2 separate regions of the Mus musculus genome follow, and region 1 is linked to region 2. A link is a contact called in public Micro-C data. All regions are on one chromosome and are shown on one strand. The core of a region is the stretch at or near the end of the contact, and the rest is flanking DNA. Distances in the headings are between cores, read along the strand shown. Region 1 has its middle 8.2 kb from the start of Rsc1a1. Region 2 overlaps Fbxo42 (F-box protein 42).

The links. A called contact is a pair of places that touch in the nucleus more often than the background predicts.
Region 1: a contact with region 2 is called in a Micro-C map of embryonic stem cells, with 2.7 times the contacts expected there. The contact joins two enhancer-like sites. A contact is called at or near these places in 1 of 484 Hi-C or Micro-C datasets (embryonic stem cells) and 1 of 9 other capture datasets (pancreatic islet).

What each region holds. Positions count from the first base shown.
Region 1 is chr4:141,674,479-141,680,526 of GRCm38.p6, reverse strand. No RefSeq gene overlaps it. Among named protein-coding and RNA genes, the nearest start is that of Rsc1a1, 8.2 kb to the left of the region's middle. Within about 2 kb of position 1,281, at least 6 of the 459 cell types and tissues checked have an H3K27ac peak or open chromatin away from gene starts, as enhancers often do. A contact at or near this core is called in embryonic stem cells, where this site is marked.
Region 2 is chr4:141,162,633-141,168,337 of GRCm38.p6, reverse strand. Fbxo42 (F-box protein 42) reads right to left here. Exons shown (of 10, transcript NM_172518.3): 2 at 361-625. The coding sequence starts at 610. Among named protein-coding and RNA genes, the nearest start is that of Fbxo42, 18 kb to the right of the region's middle. Within about 2 kb of position 2,452, at least 20 of the 459 cell types and tissues checked have an H3K27ac peak or open chromatin away from gene starts, as enhancers often do. A contact at or near this core is called in embryonic stem cells, where this site is marked.

The DNA of each region.
Region 1 (6,048 bases), core at 32-2,531, 510 kb before region 2:
TTTAGAATACTAGGATTACAGGTGCACACAACTATGCCCAGTTCACCCAGCGCATTCCCGTTGCTACCTGTGGCCGAACTGTCTGGTGTATCACTAGCAGTGCCACAGGGCTGAGGGGTATGGTTTGGTGGAACTCCTGTGTAGTGTGTGAGGTCCCGAGTTTGATCCTTACCACCGAAAAAGAAAAGTAAAAGCCAGTCTTGGGATTTAATAAAGTCTGTGGCTGACCAGAACTGTGTAATTTCCCTCTCGGTAGTTAACACAATAGCATTTGGTGTTTCCTGCATCCCCTCAGGGCTTGCACTGAGCCGCAGTCAGGACTTGGGGTGAGCCTTTGATGTTCTTGCTTTTCTTTCGTGCCTTACTTTTTTTGACCAGCGGAAGCATCACATCTTGGGAGTACGGGAGGGGGAGGTTAGAGGGCAGCCCTCCTGAGAGGACTGCCGCCTGGTGTGGTCCTTGGCTCCTCACCACTCTGATTCACTCTTACCTTCTTCAAACATTAGGTTTCCCCAGATAGGAGTTTCTGCATCCTGTATACCAAAAATGGTTTCTAGATGTTTCTTAGGTTTTCTGTTGCACGTTTTGTGCTGTGATAAGGGAGAGATCAAATCTTATGTTCTTAATAGGAAGTTAGCTCTTCCCATCAAAGCTATGCAGTATGAGCAAGAATTCATCGGTTAATTCATCAAACATGGAGTATCCCTGAAGCCCACAAGTTCAGCAGCAGCTAAACCCGACAGGAGCCTGGTCTTTAGAAGCCTCCAGTCTAGGGGAGATGTGGGGTGAGTTTTAACTGAGGTCTGTTCATACCTATTAGCATGCTACTCCACCCCACCCCAGCATGCTTTTATTTTTGAGGAGATTTCTTACAGCCCAAGCTGGTCTTGAACTAGCAATCCTAAAGTAGCTGGGTTTATGAAGTTATAGGCACAATCTATAATGTCCAGGTAGCATGCTTTTTTTTTTTTTTTTCAAACTTACATCATTTGGTTGCAGTTGAGAACTGACTAGGGGGAAAAATCAAGCCCATGATGGAATTCAACACTGTAAGCCTAGAGTTACACTTTAAAGTGTTTAGTTTAGTTTTAAACAATTGGGGGCTGGTGTTGTGTCACACAGCTTTAAGCTATAAGTGCAAGGCCAGTCAGGACTACAGAGAGGAACTGTAAATAAAAATAAAATCAGTTAAGGATGTAGGGAAATAATAGCACAGCGGCAGGCAGAATGCCTGCCTAGCTGCAGAAAGCCCTCAGTCCAACCCCCAGCACTGCAGAAGCCAGGTGTGGTGAGCTTGTATTCCCAGCACTGGGGGGAGGGGGGGTCAGAAGTTCAAGGTCATTCTAGGCTACATAGTGAGTTTCAGGTCAGCTTGGGTTACATGAAACCCTGTCTCCAAAAGAATTATACCTGTGTAGCTCAGTGGTTGAACATTTGCCTGACGTGTACAGGGCCCTGGACTTGACCCCCAACACTGCACAGAAAAAAGAATTTTAAACAAAAAAATTTCATAGAAATGACTGAAAAGATGCAGAGGAGTTATGTGGACTGGATAGGGACAGGCAGGATATAGACAGCATCCAGGTTGGGGGGGGGGGGGTGACTGATTCCCTTCAGGATGCAGGGTAACATGCAGCTCTAAGATAGGTGACTGCTCCACCCTCCAGAGCAGAACTCAGCCAAGGCCTCTGCAGTGTGTGAAGGAGAATCCAGAGCAGAAGTGATTGGTGTTGGGGTGGGCAAACAGGATTGCTTTACAGAAGTCTACCAGCTCCACAAGACATTATTCAATCCTCCATTTAAGATAGCTGGTATATGCATTCCTGAAGCATAGAAGGAAAGTAGGGTCTTAGTGATTTCTGAGCTGTACTAGGAATATGCTTAAAAGTTGATCAGTAATTAGACTCGGGGGTCCGGGGCTTGTGGAATGGGGGAGGAGGGCTGCTAAGTTTTAGGTTACCAAGAAAAAAATGGCTCAACATGGGAGTTTGTTTACCTGCAAAGTTTGAACCCCAGATCATAAGGCATAGAACATGAGTGCATCTTACATAGCTCTGTCTGAGAAAGCAACTAAAGAAGGTTTTGATTGGCTAACTTGGGAAAGGGGTGCTTCCCCTTCCATCCTTCCTGTCAGGTGATGGGCAGTGATTGTACTTAAGAGTTTGGTTGCCCCAAACCTGCCAACTAAAATGAGTGTGTCTGTGACCTGCAGAATAGACCTGTGTTCCTACAGGAGCCAACCAGATATGTGTTCACAGGCTCCTTGAGCAGCCCTTACAACCTGGAAGACATGTGGCCTCACACTCTTAACACGGGAAGACTGAGGCTGTGCTCCTCCCTGCATCCCCTGGGCGTCCCTTCCTTCTGGCGAGACATTAGAGGGAATCTGTTGTGTTGAGTGACTCTCCCTTACATGCACCTTGCATGGGAAACCAATAGTGCATTTGTATCCAGATCTCTTCATGGCAAGCAGGGCCCGATGGCTTCAATGCCCCCCCCCCCCAAAAGCTTCAGCCCCCAGTAAAGGCTCCCTGGCTCTCTACCGCAGCGGCAGATTGAAACTAGGGAGCCTCTTTGGCTTCTTGCAGTTGCCTGAGTGTCATGAGGTTTTTCTGGCTTGGACACTACTTCATCTTTTGAGATCTGGTCTGGTTAGCAAAACCTGCTTGCCAGTGGCCCTCCCAGCCACGGTCAGATGCTTTGAGAGTCTGGGAGACTGAGAACTGCGAAGATGCTCTCAGGAATCCCGACGTCAGTTGCTGTTTGTGCTGGTTAGAACTGTCTGCAGCCGAACGCGCTAGATGCCTTTTTGCATTTGAGTTTGTTTTGGTTTGGTTTTTGTCATACTTTGAAATGTAAGTCAGCCCTGATGATCCAAACACTTTTATTTTATTTTTCTTCTTTAATAGGAACTTTCTGAAGAAAACGTGATGTGTAAAACCTTTGATATTTAAGACAATAAAGTTTTTATCATAAGACTTGTTTGATCTGCTTCTTCTAACTTAAGATGATTACTCCTCCCAGTTCTTGTTGCCGACTCCCTGGCCCTTTAAATTACTTGTGCTCGCGTACTGTGGCAGCATCGTCTCTGTACCTGGACCCGGAAGGGATGAGCACAACCATGAAATGTGACTTCCAGGTTGCCAGAGATCTCCCTGCAGATGGAAGGGGAACATTTGTATGCACTGTTCAAACTAACAGGAGCAACCCCAGCAGTGGAGTACTTTGGTTAAAGCTGGCCTCCACAGCCAAGCAGATCTCTGACCAAGGACAGCCTTGTGGGTCTCAACCCCTTTAGGGCCAAATAACCCTTTCACAGGGGGTGCCTAAAATCACCAGAAAACACAGGTACTTACATTGAGTCATGACAGTAGCAAAATAAGTTATGGTGTAATATAAATCTATGGTTGGGGTCACCACAACATGAACTGTATTAGAAGGTCACAGCATTAGGGGAGTTGAGAACCACTGCTCTAGAGCCAGACTGCTCGGTATAGTCCAGCTATACCAGAACAGATCCCCAGGACCCATAGAGATAAAAGCCAGGTGTCCTGGCGTTCAGCAGGATGGAGACAGGCCAGTTCCCAGAGCTCACTGGCTTACCAGACTAACCAGTTGGTGAGTGCTGTGTTCGATGAGACCCTGTCTCTCATTGTGAAAGACAAGGTGGAGATGATTGGTAGAGGTGTGGAACACATACATGTTCATATGCACACACACCATACAGGAAATGAGGCACAGTGAGGACAACTCTCGGGTCAGTGTGTGTGGCTTTTCTAAAAGCTGGTGACTTCCTTCAGACTGATAGAGTCACTTCAAGTCAGGCTAAAGTCACGTGTTTAGAAGCTTCTGGACGGTCACATGGCCACACAAGACTGAGAGGGGCTATGAAGTATAATCTACTTGTTTGCATGGTTTGTGTATGGGGTATGGTCTCTTTAATTCTTTCATTACATTTATTCTGTATGGTGTGTGTGCTGGGCATTCCAGGATTTGCATGTGGAGGTCAAAGGACAGCTTGTGGGAAACTTGTTCTTTCCACACTGTCAGTCTTGGGACAGACTTGTCGAGCTTCGTGACAGTATGGTCACCTGCTGAGCCATCTTCCAGGCTCTTGTTTGGTTTTGAGTGAGGACCTCATATATACCCCAAGCTGGCCTCACACCTGATCTGCCTCAGCCTCTTGAGCACTGAGATTACAAACATGTGCCAGCAAAGCTAGCTAAGACACTGGCAGGGTTTCTCTGTGAAGCCCTGGCTGGCCTGGAACTTACCCTGTAGACCAGGCTGGCCTGGAAATCAAGGGATGCATTTGCCTCTGCCTCCCAAGTGCTGGGATTAAAGACGTGTGTGCCACCGCCATTGAGCAGGAAATTAGGATTTTTTAGACCCTTCACGGAGACGTGGATCTTGGCTCTTTCCTGTTCCTTCCTGTTTCTACCCCACCCATTCTTCCCTGAGCCTTTCTAGAAACGCTTCTGACCAATAAGTCACACACCAACATGACTTCCCAGCTCTTCCTCTGGCCTTGAACTTGAGGCCATGAGGTGCAAGTGCCGGCTACCTGATTTGCCACAGGGAACAGGTTTTCCTTGTTTTGCACTCTTTTATTTTTTTGAATTTTAGATTAAGTATATGGTCCTCCTGGACCACCAAACTAGATTATCTTGGTGACACATTCTGTTCATTAGCCCGGGGTTAACTAACTGCTGTGATAAACCAATTGGAGCAATGAACTCAAACCTCACTTCTTCAATGTCAGTCCAGTGTGGGTCCGTGTGGGGGCTGGGAGGGCGGGCTCCTCTGGGCTGCTGTTCATTTACCTGGGGTTCTTCGGTTGCCCTGTCCTTAGTAGAAGTAAGGCAAGCTGGGGGTAGTGAAGTGTGCACCGGAAATAGTCACCTGGCCACACCCAACAAAAACAGAATCAAACACAGAGATCAGCTAGTGCATGATAGCAAGTGGGCTCTCTGAGCTGTAATCCTAGCACGGCTTAAGACTGGAGGATTGCACTGAGCACCAGGTTAGACTGAGCTACAGGGTCTGTTAGGGAGAGCGGAGTTGGCTTTCTGTCTCAGAATATCAACTCTTTCACATCTGGTCAGGGAGAAGTACACTTGAGTTGACTCCCAAGTCTATACTCAAAAACTAAGACTCACAATTATACCTGCCATGTTTTGGTTTTTTGGACTAAGAGTTTTATGTATTACAGCCTGGCCTCAAAATGGCTGTGCAGCCGAGGATGGCCTGGAACTCCTTCCTGGTCCTCCTGCCTCCTCTTCCAGAGTCCTGGGATAAAGGGATGCATCATCACCCCTAGTTTCAGAAGAGTTTGGGGTTGCATTTCTTACGGTTGAGTCTCAAGGCGACTCCATCCCTACCTTAGGGCTTCCGAATGATGTGTTTATTTTAGGCAGGCTCCTCTCTATCCTAGGCTGACCAAGAGAGGGCTGTAACGGAGAAATGACCTTGAACTTTTGATTGCCCTGCCTCTACCTCCCGAGTACTAGCACTACGCCATACTTAGTTTATGCAGTGCAAGGGCTCGGACCCAGAGCCTCCTTCATGCCGGACAAGCACTGTACCAATTGAGCTACAGTCCCAGCCCCTGCATATCTTTTTAAGGCAGTACTGAGGTGGTAAGTATTAGCCTAGCACTAAATACCCAGCATGGCAGAGAGTACTCTGTAGACTGAAGTCAGAAGGCCAGGGCAGAAATCTGCATATGCAATTGTGAGAAAGGGCAGGTAGGACATTCGCTTAAGTAGAAATCCAATGAAATAGATTTTACTTGGGCTGGAGAGATGGTTCAGTGGTTAAGAGCAGTGACTGCTCTTCCAGAGGTCATGAGTTCAATTCCCAGCACATGGTGGCTCACAGCCATCTGCAATGGGATCTGATGCCCGCTTCTGGTATCTGGAGACAGTGACAGTGTACTCATATACATCAAATAAATAAAATTTTAAAATAAATAAAGTCTTAGAAAATGTGTACGTGTTAAATGTAGGCTGGGCTGCGATGTGGTTGGGAGGTGAGGTCCCGAGTTTA
Region 2 (5,705 bases), core at 1,203-3,702:
GCAATGAGATCTGACGCCCTCTTCTGGTGCATCTGAAGATAGCTACAGTGTACTTAGATATAATAGTAAATAAATCTTAAAAAAAAAAAAACACACACACACACACAAAACCACAATGGACATAGCCAGGTCTCTGTGGCTAAGTACTCTTGCTGTTCTTCCAGAAGACTGAGTTCAAGCCCAGCTCCCACACAGGTGGCTCCCAGACCCTGTAACTCAAGACCCAGTGAATCTGACGCCTTCACCTGGCCTCCACAGGCACCTGCATACATGCAACATACACATACATGGAGACAGACGGACAGATGGACAGATGGATGGACACACACACACACACACACCTCTTTAAAACAAGTGTACCTTTGATAAGTCGATACCACTGTTTGCAGACCAGAGCTGCAGTCTTGTGTTCCTGGTATGGTGAAAGGAAGGACAGAATATACTCCAAAACCTCTTCCGGCAGCTCAGACATGGACCTATTATGTCTTGTTTCCTCAACCTCCAACACTGGGTGGGGGTCCTCATCTTGCTCCATTGTCCCTTCCAGTGCAGTTTCTTCTTGGTCCACGGCCATGACACTGTCATCTTCACTGTCCGAGGAGCTGGCCATGACACACTCGAAGCTCTAGTGTAAGAAGTAAACATCAGTGCACAGCTCTCAGAAGCACAGGAGCACTGAGCACCCGAGCTGCTCACAGCCTCCTTCCTTCCCACAGCATGAAGCTGCTCCAGCACTTCCCCGTAACCAGTCGGATCCATATTAATCTCATAGGTAGAGTGCCAATGCCAAGCCCGCCACATCCTCCCTCCCCCTAGAATGGCACACAAGTCCCAGTATAACCTTCGAACAGGAAGACTTGGGGGGGGTGGGTGGGTAGAAGGCTCAGCAGTTAAGAGCACTGCTCTTCTAAAGAGCCCAGGCTTGGTTCCCAGCACCAGTAGCTCACAATAGCCTGAACTCCATTTCCAGGGGACCTACCACCATCTTCTGGCCTCTATGGGAACTGCACATGTGTAGTAGGTAAACACTAAAACACATTAAATATAAAAAACAAAAATGCCACCAAGTGGACACAGACCTCTAATTCTTTAATTCTAGCACAAAGGAGGCAGAGGCAGGTAGATCTCTGCGACTTTTAGACCAGCCTAGAGTCTACATAGTGAGTTCTAGGCCAACCAAGACTACACACAGCGGAACCATCTCAAGCAAGCAAAGACAACCTGGAAAACCTGTTCTTTCATAATTCCTTACCTCAGAGATATGACTAATATGTGGTGCAGGGGATACCTCCCACTGACAAGGAAAAACTAACTCTGAGTCCTAGAAAAGAATAGAAGAATGCTGGAAGGAAGATATGAGTTAAAAAAGCAGAAGCTTTAAGACAGGCATAGCTCTCTTGGGCCAGCCTGAGAGCCCAGCACTTGGGAGGCTGAAGCAGGAAAAGTTGGAGGTTACAGACTATAATACTAATACATATATTTATACACATCAGTTTGAGAGGGGGTATGGTTCAACTGTAGAGTGCTTATCCTTATATAGGGCAATTCAATTAGAAAATAATAACTTTTCTAAGAACAGGCTTAGCTGGCTAAACTGTTAACCACAAAACAATATGAACAACAGAAAACATGATACACCTAGGCAATAAAAACAAATAAACAAACCCAAGTGCCTGACAACAAAACCAATGATAAGAACTGTCATTCGTGATGGAAACCCATGAAGTCAGGAACGACAGGCACAGGCCCCAGTCTCTCAGAAGAGATACTCAGCAGAGAGGGCAGAGTACATTCTGCATGACAATTTATGCCAGAGCAAAGCTAATTTATGCCACCGTAAGTGAGGACAGTGATTAATATACAAAGTTCCAAAGTGCTGGGAAAGTCTGTTCCCTAATTGGGAGCTAGAGCTCAGCCTGTGGAAAAGCCATGGGCTGAGAGCAAGAGTTGGTCAGAGTATGTTCTTGTCAATAGTTATTTCTAATGGAGATATTATAGATTACATAAATTTCCCTCTATGCGGGAACTCTAGTTCCAGAAATCTCTAGAAAGAAAATTCTAACTACACAAAGGCAAATAAGTCATTTGCATGTGCAAAGCCTAAGGTCAAAACAGTAAAACTAAGGAACTGCCATTTACATAAGAACAGGTACGGTGAGGCACACCTTCAGTCCAAACATTTGAGAGGTAAAGAGGCAGGAGGATCTCTGTGAGTTGAAGGCCAGCCTACTCTACACAGTGAATTCAAGGCCAGCCAGGCTACTCACTGAAACTGCTCAAAAAGAAGAATTATGTTCCAGTTAGAGTCTGAAAGGAGAGGTGCTGCGCAAGTTAGGACTAAAGGTTTAGTGGGGAGTGAATTCTCTGAGGGATGTCGGGAACAGAAGACCAGGGTGCCACGCTGACCACGCCTCTCTCACAGAGCTCTCTGAGACAGCTGGTTAGAAAGGTCAGGTGAAGGATGGAAGGAGGGACAGGATGAAGCTCCTGTGTCACTACTAACCGCCGGCTGGGGACCACTCCAAGAGGACTTGGCTGCAAAGCTCTGGCAGACTTTGAAGAGGCAAACGACTCAGCTGGAGTCTTCACAGGGAATGGAGCTTTGATCTTTGTGGGTTTTTTTTTTTTAATAGCCTTTCTTTTTTAGGGGGGTTGGCTTTTTGAGATAGGATTTCTCTATGAAACAGCCTTGACTGTCTCAAAACTCATTCTGTAGATGTTGACCAGGCTGGCCTCGGAGATCCACCTGCCTCTGCCTCCCAAGGGCACCATGCCCAACTCAAGTTCTTCAAACACAAGTGTAAACATTAGGTAATTTTGTTGTTGGTTTTTAATGTCTATGTGTGTTTTGCCTGCGGTATTTATAAGCAGCACTTGCATGCCTGGTGCCCACAGAGGTCAGAAAAAGGCACTGGATCCCTGGGACTGTAGTTACAGACAGCTGGGACTTGTCTGTGGGTGCTGGGAATCGAACCTGAGTCCTCTGCATGAGCAGCAAGTGCTCTTAGCCACCATAAGCCAACTCACCAGCCTCATGGTGTTAGTTTTATGTTTTCACAATTATTTAATTTTAATTATGGATCTACATTTTTTTTGTTTTTTTTTTGTTTTTTTGTTTTTTTGTTTTTCGAGACAGGGTTTCTCTGTGTAGCCTTGGCTGTCCTGGACCTCACTTTGTAGACCAGGCTGGCCTGGAACTCAGAAATCCGCCTGCCTCTGCCTCCCGAGTGCTGGGATTAAAGGGGATCTACGCATTTCTGTGTGTAGGTGTGGGCTTGTGAGTGCAAGTCCCCAGGAGACCAGAAGCAGGTGGATCCCATGAGGCCTCCAATGCAGGAACTGAATTAACTTTTCTTTGCTTTTGCTGTTTTGTTTTGAAATAGGGTTTCTCTGTATAGTCCTGGCTGTCCTGAGCTCACTCTGTAGAGCAGGCTGGCCTGGAACTCAGAGAGATCTCTGCCTGCTGCTGGCAGCAGTAGCATTTATTCATTCTAAACCTCTGAGCCACCTCTCTAGCCGTTATTGGTTAGCTGGTTGATTGGTTGGGTTGGGTTTTTTGATATCCTGTAGCCCAGACTGTCTTTAAATTCACACTGATCCTCCTGCCTCAGCTATCCAAGTGTTAAGATTATAAATTATGAGCCACCATGCCTGGCTTGGCTTGCTTTCCTTCCTCCCTGTGGATGTAAGCCCTGCCTTGGATGCATACTGCTTTGCAGGTATCTGATGTCTTTTGAGTATCCCCCCATCTTCCCCTACTACTCCCACTCTCCCCTCCTCTCAGGCCCCTGCACTCCTACAGTTTTACTTCTGTTTTCATTTCTGCAAACACATAAGACTGACTCCTTTCTCTCATTTCCTGGATTAACATTAACCTCACTCTGCAAACTCACATAAGAAAAAAGTCCAAGAAAAAGACCTGTTGAGCCGGGCGTGGTGGCGCACGCCTTTAATCCCAGCACTCGAGAGGCAGTGGCAGGCGGATTTCTGAGTTCGAGGCCAGCCTGGTCTACAAAGTGAGGTCCAGGACAGCCAGGGCTACACAGAGAAACCCTGTCTCGAAAAACCAAAAAAAAAAAAAAAAAAAAAAAGGACCTGTTGAGTAGGCCACTGTTCGCATCTAATTCCAACACAGTCGGCCAGCCGCAGCACAGTGCTGCCCAATGAGCCCAGGTAGCTTCAGAATGACTGAATTGGAGGGGGCTGTGGAGGACATTCTCATCACTATTTCCCACACAGAGAACATCATCTGGTTCAATAAACCATTTACCCCCTTCAAGGCCTTCTGACAGCACAGTCAGCAAGTCTGAGCAGTGGTCCCCACACAGCCGTAGGTAAGTAAGCTCTAAGGAGCTTCACTGTCTCGTGGTCCACAGAAACATGAGTCCCATGCTTCCAAGGGCATACTTGCTGACTCAGCCCCGGACACAGGGGTGGCAGGTCCTTTCCTTGGCAACTGTATGTGCCGCACCAATTCACATAGCTTCTTTCTCTCTTCCACAACCAGGTGCTCAGAGCTCCCGAGGACATGGACACATTTTGATGCTCTCAAGTTTTGGAATTTTTTTGTTTGTTTGTTTGTTTTCATTTTGTTTTCTGCTGGCTTAAAGCATTTCCCACATAACCACATTAACTCCAGAAACGAGGTTTTCATGAGCTGTTTAGAAAGACAAGTTCTTATCCTCACCCGTGTCAGACCTCTTCATTCCCCAAAGTGATGGGTCTTTTGGGAAAATTCACAATTGGAAGTCAAATCAATAGAATCAGAATGTGAAGACAGGCTGTTTTGCTGGGCCTCTTTGCTTTCTATGGGGCATCCTGATGAGCACTAGGTCAGACACGTCCTCAGAGCATCTACATGCTGGCCTCACCTCATAGCAGCAACTGGATCAAAATACACTGGAACGTCACTGAGTGCTCGGCAGTCTGCTGGCCAAAACTAAAAGCTTTTATGTCTCTTTGAGTTCTGAAGGTTTTGGGTTTCTGTTTGTTTGTTTGTCTGTCTGTCTGTCTGTTTGTTTTTAAAGAGGGGAGCAGAAAGAGTGGGGTGTTTGCTTGTCTGTTTGAGAATGCCAAGGTTTTGTTTGCCAGGTCACTGGCTGGCTACACCAGCTGCATCACTGCGCTCCAGCTTCAGTGAGAGACTCTCAAAACCGCAGTTGAATGGAGGGTGAAATGGATTAGCGGACAGGAGACACTTGACCCCAAACCTGACCACCTCAGTCCAGTCCCCAGAACCCACATGGTAGCAGGAAAAAGCCAGTTCCCACAAGTTTCTCGCCTGTCTCCACACACGCACAAAGAGCAAACAGACAGAAACAACTGCAATTCAGTTGATTTACTTAAATAAAATGCTGGCGAAGGTTTAGAACAGAATCTAGCTAGCTTGCTCTTCAGAATTTCAAAAGATTTTCATCATAATCACACAGATGCTGGGGAAGCTCGCTCGGGAAGCTCCCACCTCAGGTGTCAGTGTGAGCTGAAGACAACCCAGCTCCTGAGAATACAAACACTGCTGGACAAGAGATCTATACCCAATCATAACAGATTGTGCTAAGCCTTAGGAATACACTGCTGCCATTGCCACTGCCGCCGCCGCCACCACCACCACCACCATCATCATCACCATCACCACCACCACCATCATCACCATCATCATCTTTGTACCAAGTCAAATGCAAAGTTACAGAAACCGGAAAATTTCT